2 separate regions of the Mus musculus genome follow, and region 2 is linked to region 1. The links are chromatin contacts, called in public promoter capture Hi-C maps. All regions are on one chromosome and are shown on one strand. Each heading gives the region's core, a stretch centred on a gene start, on an enhancer-like site or on the middle of the called end of the contact. The rest is flanking DNA. Distances are from core to core; before and after follow the strand shown. Region 1 holds the start of 2900060B14Rik (RIKEN cDNA 2900060B14 gene). Region 2 holds the start of Ccdc93 (coiled-coil domain containing 93).

The links. Capture Hi-C pulls out chosen DNA fragments and counts their contacts.
Region 2: a contact with region 1 is called in a promoter capture Hi-C map of adipose tissue, with 5 times the contacts expected there. The contact joins the promoter of Ccdc93 here to the promoter of 2900060B14Rik in region 1. A contact is called at or near these places in 1 of 39 promoter capture datasets (liver), 1 of 115 datasets of contacts at active chromatin or transcription factors (astrocytes) and 2 of 9 other capture datasets (adipose tissue and liver).

Annotation. Positions count from the first base shown.
Region 1 is chr1:118,454,269-118,460,986 of GRCm38.p6, reverse strand. It overlaps 2900060B14Rik (RIKEN cDNA 2900060B14 gene), which reads left to right and starts at 1,722. Exons shown (of 1, transcript NR_027901.1): 1 at 1,722-2,318. It overlaps Clasp1 (CLIP associating protein 1), which reads right to left. Exons shown (of 43, transcript NM_001359328.1): 3 at 1,108-1,186.
Region 2 is chr1:121,427,207-121,433,613 of GRCm38.p6, reverse strand. It overlaps Ccdc93 (coiled-coil domain containing 93), which reads right to left and starts at 2,547. Exons shown (of 24, transcript NM_001025156.2): 1 at 2,357-2,547. The coding sequence starts at 2,398. It overlaps Gm35243 (a long non-coding RNA gene), which reads left to right and starts at 2,546. Exons shown (of 2, transcript XR_387343.4): 1 at 2,546-2,667; 2 at 3,385-6,006.

The DNA.
Region 1 (6,718 bases), core at 473-2,972:
AGACCAGCCAGTGGCACCCAGTGTGGGAGGGAGAGAGGGACCTTACGGTAGGAGGGCTCCCACAGCCCCAAAGTCCCCTGCAGCTGGGAGAGTGAGCCATTCTCATCAGGGGGTATGCATAAGGACTCACCTTATAAACATCCCTCAGCTACGCTTCTGCATGCAACCCTAGTGAGACTCGGTAGGTCATGGGAGGGGAAAGACAGGAATGTAGAAGGAGCTAAGTGGAGAAAGAAGGTATCAAGCAGGAGTGAGAGGGAAATAGAGGCAACTGTAAGAGTGGAGGTGTGGTTGAAATACACTGTAGGGAATGCCATGCTTGAAATGACATATGCAATGGAAACATTAAGCAACAGACCAGCATGCTTCAGTGGCATTGGGTACATTTTACTTATAGCATACAAAAGACACACAGCACACCCACACACTGAAGCATGGGCCAGCCCACCCATGTCTATTCCAACCCCGTTAGGCCTCTGGTGAGAATCCATGAGTCCTGAGCTAATGTAGGGGGGAAATGGAAAATGGTTCAAACATCAGATTCCTAACAGTAAGTTTCAGGATCCCACCATCCTTCTCAGTGAGCGCACTGACTGCAAAGCTACAGAAAAAGAAAAGGACAGACAGACACTGGTAATGAACACTAGTGGAGAATTCCAGCTGACACTGTGGCTCAGTGGTTATTGCTTGCTGGCATACAGAGGACATAGATTCTATTCACCCACTGCGCACACAAAAGGGAATCAAGAAAAGAGAATAGAGAAATTTGCTACTGAAACAGTTGTATAAACAGAATTGCTTAGTGTTTACATCGCCACCATGAAACACACTGATTTAGAGACATCTAAACGGTGGAAAAATCCAACTGGCTCCTTTTTTGTAGGACTTTTCAAAGAAAACTGAGTCTCCGAGGAGGTTGAGAGGACAATGCGTACTGGCTGGCATCAAGCTGATGTCTAAACTGGCATAAAAATCCTCAATTGGCAATATTATAATAATTCGGGTTTAGAGGGGAAGGTACCAGTTTAGGGGCGGTGAGGCCACGATGTGGGGTGAGTCCAGGGTGGGACGGAAGGATGAGAGCCTGCTATGCTAGCTAAGGCTCACCTGTGCCGATTTGCGCCTTGAACCGGTCCTGCAGCCTAGTCACCAGTGCCGACAGGATGTCCATGCCCAAGAGAACCACCTGCAACGCAAAGAAGCACAGCGTCAGCGGTGCAGTGGGATGGCGCTGACATAGCTGGTCCCCGCGGGCGCCCAGCGACTGGGAAGACTGAGCTGGCTGGTCAGGAAAGGGTACTCGGCACGGAAAAACCCGCTACCGTTTGGAAGAAAAACTCGCCGAAGCGGAACTCCACTGAAGCAGCACGACCTAGAGGAGCCTACTGCGGCCCCGCCCTCTCCTTGAGTTGCGTATGCAAATTTACCAGGTCGCACCCTCCCCCCAAATTGCTAACTCTAAGCCTCCCTCCGGCCCCGCCCAGAAAGGCGTGTATGCAAATTTTCAGACTTGTGACGCGCGGCCTTCTGGGTAAAGACAAGCAGGCTTCAGAAAGCCCCTTGGGAGTTTCAGAAAAACAGAAAGGGTATTCGACGTGGGAAGCAGCAGTCGAAGAAAATACTGTACACCGGGCAGGTTGGGGTAGGCCTCCTGCGGTGGTCACCGCAACCAAACCCGGACTTAGAGCTTTCTGGCTGCCGGGCGCGCGTGGTTGCAAGCAACCATCCTTTTCTTGGGGTTGCGCTACTGTCCAATGAACGCGTAGTGAGGGCAGTACTGCTAACGCCTGACAACACACCTGCATCGGTTAGAGCTCTGCTTTACCTTGGTGCAATTTTTGGAAAAAACCACAAAACCTCTCTTCCTTACCTAAACATTTAAAGATTAAAGTAGCCGCGTGTGTACTGTTGCCCTCCTCGCAGTTCCTTTATTGTATGCTAGAGGGCAGCCGGACAGTAATTACTGGAGACCAGCTTTCTCACCGCTGCCCTAAGACTGTGATACACTAAGAAGCGCTCCCTTTGGAAAATGTTGTAATACAGATAAAGGGTTCCGTATTTGGGTTTTCATCCAGCTTACAAGTAAATCTATATACTAATTCAAACACCAAGCCAGCACTGGGAGGAATTAGATACTTGAAAGTGTATAATTCTTTTGAGGCGCAGAGTCTATGTAGCCCTTAGCATGTAGCCCCTGCTGGCCTCAAACTTGTAGCTCCCGACTGCTAAAATTAAAGGCATGTACCACTTCCCGGGGCCCTTTTTTCTCCCAACTTTTAAAATAGTTCTATTTATGAGCATTTTCTTTAAAACAAAGCAAAAAAAAAAAAAAAAAAAAAACCAAAAAAACAAAAACAAACAAAGGTCTTACTTTTGAGCCACAGGATTTAAGTTTCCTTAGTTTGGCTTCCTTCCAAAGAGCACAGTAGGAATGGGAGGTAATTTTACAGTACAGAAACCTGACAAACTATTACCTCAGCCAGGTGACCAAGGTCAGCTTAAACAATGCTAAGTCATGCTGGTGATGTAAGCTTGGTATAATATAATGCACACTTCACCTCTGTCACAGTCTCTTTAAAGCCCACAAGCTGTGAGTAATCTCAAGGAAAATATGAGGGAAACTCAAACACCTGCCCAGTGCGTCGCTGTCAGGGCCAAAACCAAGGATACCGAGAAACTGCCACAGTGAAGACAAATTTTTTATAGTTTCTTAATTTGCCTGGGAAAAGGAAAATGACTTTTTCCAGATATTGTTTTGTTTTGTTTTGAAAGAACCAAATAATAAACAAACCAACTTAAGAGCCAAAGAATGGGCTCCATTGAAAGTTCAGTGTACATAGAGCAAGAGAAATTAAACAGGAAAGCTCCAAGTGCAGCCCAAGGAAGCAAAGGGTTAGAGACCCCCAAAGCGCAGGTGCACAGCAGAGACAGATGCTCTGACAGACAGAGCAGTGGTAAAAAGCAACAGCTGACAATCACTATAGGCTACTACAAAGGAAAAGGGAGGGAGGGAGGGAGGGAGAGAGCAAGGGAGGCAGGGAGTGACAGCACAAAGAAATAGGAACTGCACACTGCTGTTGGAGATGCAAAATGAAAATCAGTGTGCAAAATGTCTTCAGAAAATTAAATAGAACTGAACTGTATGATCCAGCAATTCTGCTCTGGATGTGAACACACGGAGGTAAAGCAGGCTCAAGGGCTCTGCGTGCTCATGTCCGTGGCAGCAATTCTACAGTAAGTATGGAAACGCTCGCTCAACACATGGTCTTATCGCTCCAGTCCTCTAGCCTTCCTATCTACAACTGTGCTTTCACAGTTTTAGCTATCACAGCAAACAACAGTCCCAAAGTAACACATGAAAATTCCTGAAGTAAACAACTTATTGAATTTAAATTGTGTGCTATTCTGAAAGCACAGTACACGATCACACTCTACTGCTCAGTCCCACTCAGAAATGAGAACCATCCCTCTGGCATCCGGCATCCAGGCAGTATACGCTGCCCTCCACGAATCACTTGGCAGTCACACTGCAGCTCTGCTGGGAGACAGAGTGAGCTTACTTGCAAATGTTCCCAAAGCACAAGAGTGACACTGACAATCTGGGCATGCCAAAGAGAAAGTATTGGGACTACAGGGTGTAGCTCCACACCTGGCTTCCTCTTCAGCAAGGGCTTCACAGCCTCGTGAATATGTGCAGAAACACAAATAGTAAGACATTCAGCACAAGGTGGTGGGCTCCCTCCTACTGACTACAAACCGGAAGGCAGTGCCACTAGCTCACATGCAAATTGATAGCAGACAGCGGAATCCATCAACAGCCAGGAAAGGAAAGAGATCCTGCCACAGCGAGCACTGGAGCAGTGGCCACAGTGCTATTGTTACATAGCCGCCCTTGGGTCACTCCAGTATCTACAGGGAATAAAACGAGAGTGCCTCCTGTCACACACCAGACACAACCAGTACATCTTCAAAAGCAGCTCCACGATCCTGGGATAGGAGAAAATCCGGGCCAGATAAACAAACTTCACAGGACCAGACTGAAGAGCTGGACCACACTGGATGAGCTCTCTCATTCCTAAGGCCCTTTGGAAGAAACAACACACTCCAAATCCATACGGAGACTCAGCATAGCCATGATGTTTACAAGCCTTCTGACTACACCAAGGCCATTCAGTGCTGCACTACCACCACACTCACAGACCTGGCCTGCTCACCTCTCTCCAGGTAGCTTCAGACCTTGGACAAGTCATAACACCTCCGAGGCAACACCAAATAACCTCCAAAGTCAGCTGACTCTCTTTGGTGCCCTGATAATGCCAGGTCCTGAAAAAACACACAGGTTCCCTAATCCCAAACTCTTGGGGACAGGGGACAGCAGGCTCCACCATCCATTGTCAGCTATCCGTCTCCAAGAACCACCTTACAATTATATATCCACTCTACAAAGCACACGTGAGGGCTAGGCAGCTTTATTAATATGCCTGGCACACAGTAGGTACCCATAAGGACCTGCCCCCCTCAGCAAGAAAGCAAGGGTTAGGGCTGGGAAGAGGGCTCAGTTGGTAAAGTGCTTGAAGTGCAATGTCCATCCCTAGAGCCCAAAGAAAAGGCCAGGTATGGTGGCGTTTGCCTGTAAGCCTCACACTGAGGAGGCAGAGACAGGACGATCCCATGTCTTACTGACCAGCTAGCCAGCCTAGCAAGCTCCACTATCACTTAAGCATTATGCCAAAACATAAAGGTGAGCTGGGGATGGTGGCACATACCCTAGCAGAGACAGGCAGATCCAGTGAGTTCGAGACAACCTTGATCTACATAGTCAGGGCTACACAGGGACACCCCCATCTCAATAAATAAAATAAATAAAAACAAACAAATGAATAAACAAATAATAACCTCTGGCCTCCACATGAATTTGAGTATGTACATGCATGCCCGCATACACACATACAAACACACAGACACACACACTCAGATGAATAAAATAAGGAAGAAACAAAGACATGAAATGCAAAGAGAAAAGTGAGATTGCCTAAAACTAAGCCGTCCAATGACAACTGATAATCCTGTTAGCCACCCTGTTAGCACATCTGCATACCCACACATGCAGTTTTCACTAGAGTGCTATGGTAGTCTTCCCCAGGCAGGAGATCTACAGTCCATTTCCAGTGGCTGCCTGGCATCCTATTGTAGCTTGCTTTCAAGATTACAGGGTCAGGCTTCCACACCCATGCTAGCAGGTAGACAGACGTGTCCACGTGTGTGCTGCTATTTCTTAGCACCAATGCTTATCAGGACATCTGCAGGGCTGAAGACACTCTCACTCCACACTGAGACTGTCACAGAATACAGTGGCTGTCCTGAAGAGTCGGGGTACATTCTGCTGATCTCTACACAATGCTTAGTTGTTGCTTCCATTGTTCAGCTGTAACCTTATATCAGCTAAAAGAGAAAATAATTAGCACTCTAAATGTGCTCATTTCCAATGCCAAGGCTAAGAATGCAAGGCAGAAGCCAAGGGGAAAATGTAAGTTTGGGAGTCGGTCCACACACACGCAGAATGGGAGGACTAGTCTCACAGAGCTGTCCTTCAGAGCAGTCTCTGGACATCCTTGTCTAGAAGACCATCTGGAGATAGTAATGGGACAGTTTATTGCCAGTTACTGCCCCTACACTGAGATGTAACTACTAGAAAGAGACTTAGGACACTGCACCATCAACCTACATCTTTTCACAGGAGGCAACACCAGCCACAAAAGGCTAGACAGAGGTCAGGTGACATCTGTGTCAGGCCTGCCTAGTACAATGTATTAATTATCAGGAGTACTCTGTGGTGACCTAGTCTAGTACAGTAACTAGTCTAATACAGTAACTAGTCTAATACAGTAACTAGTCTAATACACTGGCTGCATATAGGGAGGGGCTAGGGCGATAGCTCTAGTGCTTGCCACTCAAGCGTGACGGTCTTCCTGTGTTCGTCAGCACCCACTGGCTAGGGTTTGGTGGCACAGACTTGTATCCCCAGTGCTGGGGAGACAGAAACAGGGAGATGGCTGGGGCTCCCTAGCCAGGCAGCCAGCTTCATTGGTGAAAGGTGGGCATCAGTGAAAGACCCTGTTTCAAAAAAGGGAGTGGGGGCAGCAAGGGAGACAAAAAAGATAGCTTCTAAGGAATGATACCCAAGCTTGATACCTACCTAGCTGCCATATGCGTCTGTGTGCGTGCTCATAGACACGCAAACATATACATGCATGCATGTACACATATGGAGAGAAATGTAGATAGTGTGAATGGGAACCAAAAGTTGTCATATTAGTAAGAGTAACTTTCAAAAGTCACCCAAGACTGGCCATCCAGCAGCACAGCTGGCTACAAACTTAAATGAGCAAGGAGAAATGGAGCAGTGTCAGTAATGAGTATTCTGTGGTGATCTAGTCTAATACAGTAATCACTGGCTACATATAGGGGCTAGGGCTATAGAAGGAGCACAGGGCAGCCACAAAACCTGGGCAGTGCTTAAGAGCTACAGTCATTCACACCATGCAGGAGGGAAGAGGCCAGATTTAAAACATCTACTCTAGGAAGCTGACAGAAGGAAAGTGGTCAAATGAAACTTGTTATAGCCACACGATGAAATGCTGTTTAACAACAAAGGAGAAAGTACTGACACTCTTCACCTCAGATGCACTTAGAAAATAGAAGGTTCGGTAAAAAACCG
Region 2 (6,407 bases), core at 1,298-3,797, 3.0 Mb before region 1:
TGGTATCTGCCACGCTCGTCAGGACTTCACAGGTACTCAGATTCACTCGCACATACAGACACATGGACATATACGTAAGTAAAGGGAAATAAATTCATAACCAGAGACTGATAGAGATGGATCGCAGAGAGCTCTTAAACAAGGCCAGAGAAGCTCCCATCTGCCCTGCACTGTAGCTCTCAGAAGCTGGAAGGGTCTAGCTATTGCTTTCTTTCATATACACACAAAGGGATTCAAAACCTGACCAGCAGGAGTTAACTGGATTAGTGAGAGCCAGGTGACAGCAATTTTGTTTTGTCTTTTAAGAAAGGGTCTCCTGTGGCCCAGGGTTGGCCTTCTCCATTCCTCTATGTGGACAGTGACCTTGCATTCCTAGTTCTCTTGCCTCCCCAGTGCTGAGATTACAGGCACCCCACCCTCACTGTTCACTGTGCTGGGGACAGAACCCAGAGCTCAGGCACATATGTAAGCACTCTGCCCTAAACCCTCGGTATTTGGAGCTTTTCAACTTTATACTCATGCTAGCTTTTAGCCTTTATATCTTTTTTTTAAGTCTATATCTGTGTGCACACTATAACAGTCATTTTGGTCTTTCTGTGTTTTGCTTTTTCTTTTTTGAGACAGGATCTCACTATGTATGCCCACCCCTCTCATCTCCCTACCCACAGCTGCTCCAGAACTCACGATGTAGAACAAGCTAGAAAAGAGTAACAAATCAGACCCAGCCTCCTGGCTATCTATGAGGAGTCACACCTACTCATGAAAGTGGTGTGTTTATTACTTTTAGAAAAACTTCCACTAGTTTGAAGGAACTAGGGTAGAACTGGAAGCCCTACACAGGACTCCATAGCAGACGGCCAAGAAAAGCCTTAAAGCTGCAACAATAGCCCAGCGCTTGCCTCACGACATGAGGATCAGAGTTCAATCTCCAGGACCCATATAAACACACCAGCCATGGTACTGTGCACTTGTAATCCCAGGGACAGAAAGATCCCTGGGTCTCACTGGCCAACCAATCTAGCCTATTGGGAAGTGCCAGGCCAATGAGTACTTGTCTCAAAGGAGGTTTTCAGCATTCATGAGGGTGACATGGGAGGCTCTATTCTGACCTCCACACATGCTCACATATGCACTTCATCATACAGAGAGAGACAGACAGAGAGAGAGAGACAGACAGACAGAGATTTTTACATGGCAAAGAAAATCTGAACTATTACAACCCAGACCCCATGAAACTTTACCTAACCCAGGGCCACACATACCCACCCTTCATCACCTGGACACAGAACACTTCGACTCTGTAATGAGTAGGATGAAGATGTAACAGAAGGATTTGTGAGGGGCACGGGGAAGCAAGATCGGCGCAGCTGAATAAGAACGGGCACTAGGCACAGTGTCAAATAGGCACACCACACCTCTGCCAAAGCCTGCCTTCCAGCCTTAGAAAGAGATCCAGGTGCCTTAGAGGTGTTCCCTAATTCTCTCTGGAAACTGGGACTCTTCTCTAAGCTCAGAGCTTTGAGTAAAGCAACTAGGAGGACAACTGGAAATCCCACAGCCAAGCTCTAACGGTAGCCCACCGTTAGAGAGTGGTTGCACTTTTCTTCCCAGCCTACGTGGTAGTCCTGTTCATAGGATCGAATGAGTACTGGCTGAGTACTCGACTAAACCATTTCTGAAAAGGTCCTCCCTCCTTAGAACACGCAGCATGTTCCTGTCCCGACACAGGCACCACAGGAGAGAGTGTCCTCAACTCTGTCATCACCCTGATGTGCGCAGAGCTTCCAAACTTCCTTCACCCTCCCCGGCCCGTGGGACGGGGGGAGGGGCAGGAGGCTACAAGCCGGGTAGGTAGCGTGCCTTCCTGACAAAAGGGAATGAAAGGCTGGCCACATGGGTCCCGCAGAAGGTGTGTGTCCCAAGGTCACCGCCCCCTGCACACCGGGAGCAGGACAGTCCCACCGCTCATCTCGTGACTGCTGAGACTCCTAAGCGCAGCAGCCTTGGCCCGGGGGAAGCCAGTCTCGCAATGTGAGGGGCCTCCAGACAACCCGAGATAGGAATTCCCGGGGACCTCGTGATGTGTGAGGTTGCATCTGGGCCGGGATCTGGATGTTTCCTCTGTCCCCAGAGGACCCAGGAACCCTTAAGTTTGCACCCAGCGACACGATGCACCCTGGCACGCCGGGGGACCAGTCAGCTGCCCCTCCAGGGTACCTAGGGCCCGCCTTGGGACAGACACACCTGAGCAACCATAGACAGTGTCCCCGCCACCCCAGGCTGGTCCCTGCCCGCCGCCCTGGGCTCGGCCCTCTCTCCCCAGCAACCCCAGGGTGTCAGGGACAGAGGTCCTCACCTCCGGGAGTCCCTGGCCCTCTGGCCCCTTGGGTAACCCCATGATCCAGATGCGCTGATGTGGAGCCGGAGAGAGCGGGCCCTACAACCGAACTGTGATCCGGGTGGGGTGCAAAGCGGAAACTTCCTTCACAGGAGCTGACACTACCACAGCAGGTCGGAGAACCGTGGCCCCGCGGAGCATGCGCACTAGTGCTGAAGCGAGGAACCACTGCGCCTGCGCAAGGACAGCCAGCACTGCTGGGCGGGGCTGGATCCCGAGTAACCGATCCTCCCCTCAGAGGAGGTGCTGAACTCAAGATTCCTCCTAAGGTACTTTTTCTTTCTTTTAAAAATGTTTCTCTTTCTTTTTCTTTTTTCTTTTCCTACTTTTTCCTTTCTTTCCTAAGTTTTCTTAAAATGCTTTCTTATTGTTCCTCTTTTTTTCTTTTTTTTTTGTTCCTTGAGACAGTGTCTTAGCCAGCCTGGCTTAGCACTTCCTAAGGATGACTTTGTTCCCCTATAGTTTATAGGAATGCGCCACCATGATCAGTTCCTTTTTTTTTTTTTTTTTTTTTTTTTCGTTTACAAAGTAGCACGTTTCCTTATGGCATTTTCATATATCCTTAGTTTTACTTGAACACCCACCCTCTTTTCTCTACCATCTCCTTGCCGGTCCCTTCCCTTCTTAAATCCTTCTACCTCTAGTATTTCTCCCTTCAACTGTTATATCACCAGAGTTCTTTTAACTATTCCCACTTTCTAGTTTCTTGGCCTTCACGGAGCTTCTTAAAAGCTATTTCCCTGTGTCGTGAGGATCTCTTGCCTTCTGGCTCCCTTTCCTTTCCCTGGGTATCAGATTCTGAGTTTGGTTCTTTCCAAGCCTGGCTTGGACAGCTCCCAGCTCCTGAGTCAGTCCCAGCTAAGACCCAGTTCCAGCCATGTTTAACACACTCTTGTGCCAGCTATTAACATGTGGACCTGGGGACAGAGAACTCAAAAAGAGATCATTACATTTGTTCCTTCCTAGTCTCTGCATTTTATTTCCAGGAAAATTTTGTTTTGGAAAATAATCCTCACCCATCTCATCCTGACACCCTGCATCTTTCTGGGGACATGTTTTGTAAAATGCAGAGTCCGGTGATCACATACGATTAGCTGCTGTACCACTTATGCAATGTGCCCCTTGTCTGTCCCAGAGGATGGCAGCTATACAAAAGGGTTGTCTTTTTCCTGCCAGCCCAGCACCTGCTGCAGAACAGCTTACCAGCCTATTTTCATTTTGTAAGAGATGGAGGCAGAAGTGACATGAAGTCTTCTGCTGTAGGAGAGATCTTTACTGAAGGACGGGTGGAAAACTGGAAAAACATATGCTTCTTGCCATTAAAGAGGTTTTGTGTTTGCTTCCTTTCTTCCTCTTAATATCTCTGATAACTTTTGATTGTTTTTTCTTAGATTTATTATTTTATTTTAGGTGTATGACTGTTGTGCCTGTATGTATGCCTACATACCATGTGCATGCCTCTGGCTCAAAGAAATTCGAGGGTATGAGGTTCCCCTGGTACCTGAATTACAGAAAATTATGAGCTATCTCATAGCCACTGGGAATCAAACCTAGGTCCTCTGTAAGAGCAGTAAGAGCTCTTAACTACCAAGCCATCTCTCCAGCTTCTATGATAGCAATTCTTGGGACCATGACTAGGGCAACTCTTTTTTTTTTGGGGGGTGGGTCTCTGTATAGCCCTGGCTGTCCCAGAACTCACTCTGTAGACCAGGCTGGCCTTGAACTCAGAAATCTGCCTGCCTCTGCCTCCAAGCTTTGGGATTAAAGGCGTGTGCCACCACGCCCGGCCTCTAGGGTAACTCTTATAAAGGAAAGCATTTCATTGGGGCTGGCTTACAGTTTCAGGGGTTTAGTCCACTATCATCATGGCAAGAAGCATGGAAGTATGCAGGCAGACTTGGTCCCAGAGGAGCCAAGAGTTCTACATCTTGATTTGTAGGCAGCAGAAGACTGTGTGCCACACTTCATGTAATTTGAGCATAGGAGACCTCAAAGCCTGCTTCTACCATGTCACACACATTTCCTCCACCAAGTCCACACCTATGGCAATAAGGCCACACCTAATCTTGCCACTCCTTATAGTCAAGCATTCAAAGAAATGAATCTATGAAGGCCATTCCTATTCAAACCACCACAGTCTGAAATGAACTACAATCCAGAAGTAGAGAACACACCTGGGAGAGATTTTTCTGCTTGGTCTGAAGTGGGTGAATCCAGTTCCGGTCCAGACCTTTGAGACAGGAAGACACAGCCTTTGACCTGGATCTTGAGGCAGGAAGACACACCTTTAGTATGGGCCACGCCTGTTGCTGGAAGTCTATATAAAGACATAGAAGAAAGGTTTCTGGTTTTTTTGCCTGACTGTTCTCTCACCATGCTAGCACATCCATTTCTTCACTGTCATTAGAACCTACTCTGGGACAACATGTAAACTGAAGACCAGCCGAGACATCCAGCCTTGTGGAACCGAGCAACTTCTGAATTCTTGAACTTTCTGTTCACAGCCAGCGGTTGTTGGATTAGCTAGACTGCAGCCTGTAAGTCATTCCAATAGATCCAATGACTCTCCACAGAGATTAGTTCTATAAGTTCTGTTACTCTAGGGAGCCCTGACTGGTACAGCTCCTATACCTGAAGTCTTCAAAAACTTAAATACGAAGTAAATGTTTGTCCGTGGAGAACTTTGTATTTTGTACTTTGGGGTTTATCCAAACAGAACAATGGCTTCTCTGGACGCAGAGCACACAAGTGGTAGGAAGAGTCTTAAGAACTTCCTGCCCTGACTAAAGGCTGAACCCAGGCTATAAAGTGATTGTTTTGCAAGCATTCAGATCTGAGGATGATCCTCAGAACCCAGTGGAAAATTCCAGGAGCGGTGGAGGTGTGCTTGTATTCCTCTGTTGGGGAGGCAGAGACAGGCCGACCCCTCGGCCTTTCTAACCAACCAGTCTGGGATGAGCAGTGAGCTCCAAGGTGAACCAAAGGAAGAGAAAGTTTCTTGAGCCCCCACATAACGGGAGAACAAAGTGAGGTGCTGAGAAGAGAGCTCTCCCCCTGGGTTAGAGCTCTTGCTCTCACACAGTAAAACTCATGTCTAAAGGGCCCATCCATAACTCTCCAACGACCTCATTTTTATAACCCTAAAACTTTCCATCGCTGACTTGATATATACTGAAAATTGTAGCCATGTGGGGTCAAACATGGACCGCTGCCTCAGGACAGGTGAATTTAAATACCCGGTTGTAGAGTAGCCCACGTCAAAGGTGTCGAGACCTCGGTTCCCCGTTATAAATGCCTTCACAATGTTTTAGATAAAAAACAAAATGTGTTATGTATCTCTGTGTGGATTCGAGTACATGAGTGTAGTTGTTTTTGGAGTCCAGAAGAAGGGATCAAAACCTTTGGAGCTAGAGTTACAAGTGTTTGTGATCTGACAACTACCAAGAGCCAGTTTTCTAGCCACCCTTTCCAATGTTTTAAATAAACAAGAGTAGCTAACTGTATTATTTGACTCTCCTGGACAGTGTGTTCTGCCTTGAGTTCCTGCCCTAACTTTCTTTCATGATAGGCTATAAGTTGTAAAATGAAATAAACCCTTTCCTTCCCAAGTTGATTTTGGTTATGGTGTTTACCACAAAAAACTGGGACTGTGTGTGTGTGTGTGTGTGTGTGTACCCCATGTGTGCGGGTGTATATGAAGGCCAGAAGAGGACTTCCAAGCAATTATGAGCCTCCTAACATGGGTTCTGGAAACAGAATAAGTCATCTGGAAGAACAGCAAGTGCTCTTAAGCACTAAGCCATCTCTCCAGGCCTCCAAGCCTCCAGGCTGCAGTCTCCTCCTCCTTCCCCTCCTCCTCCTTCACTTTCTCCTCCCCCTCCACCACTCCCTTCCTTTTCCTCCTCTTCTTCCTCCTCCCCTCCTCTTCCTCCTCCTCCTCTTCCTCCTCTTCTTCCTCCTCTTCTTCTAAACTTAGGTTCTGGGGATCAAACTCAGTTCCCATGCTTGC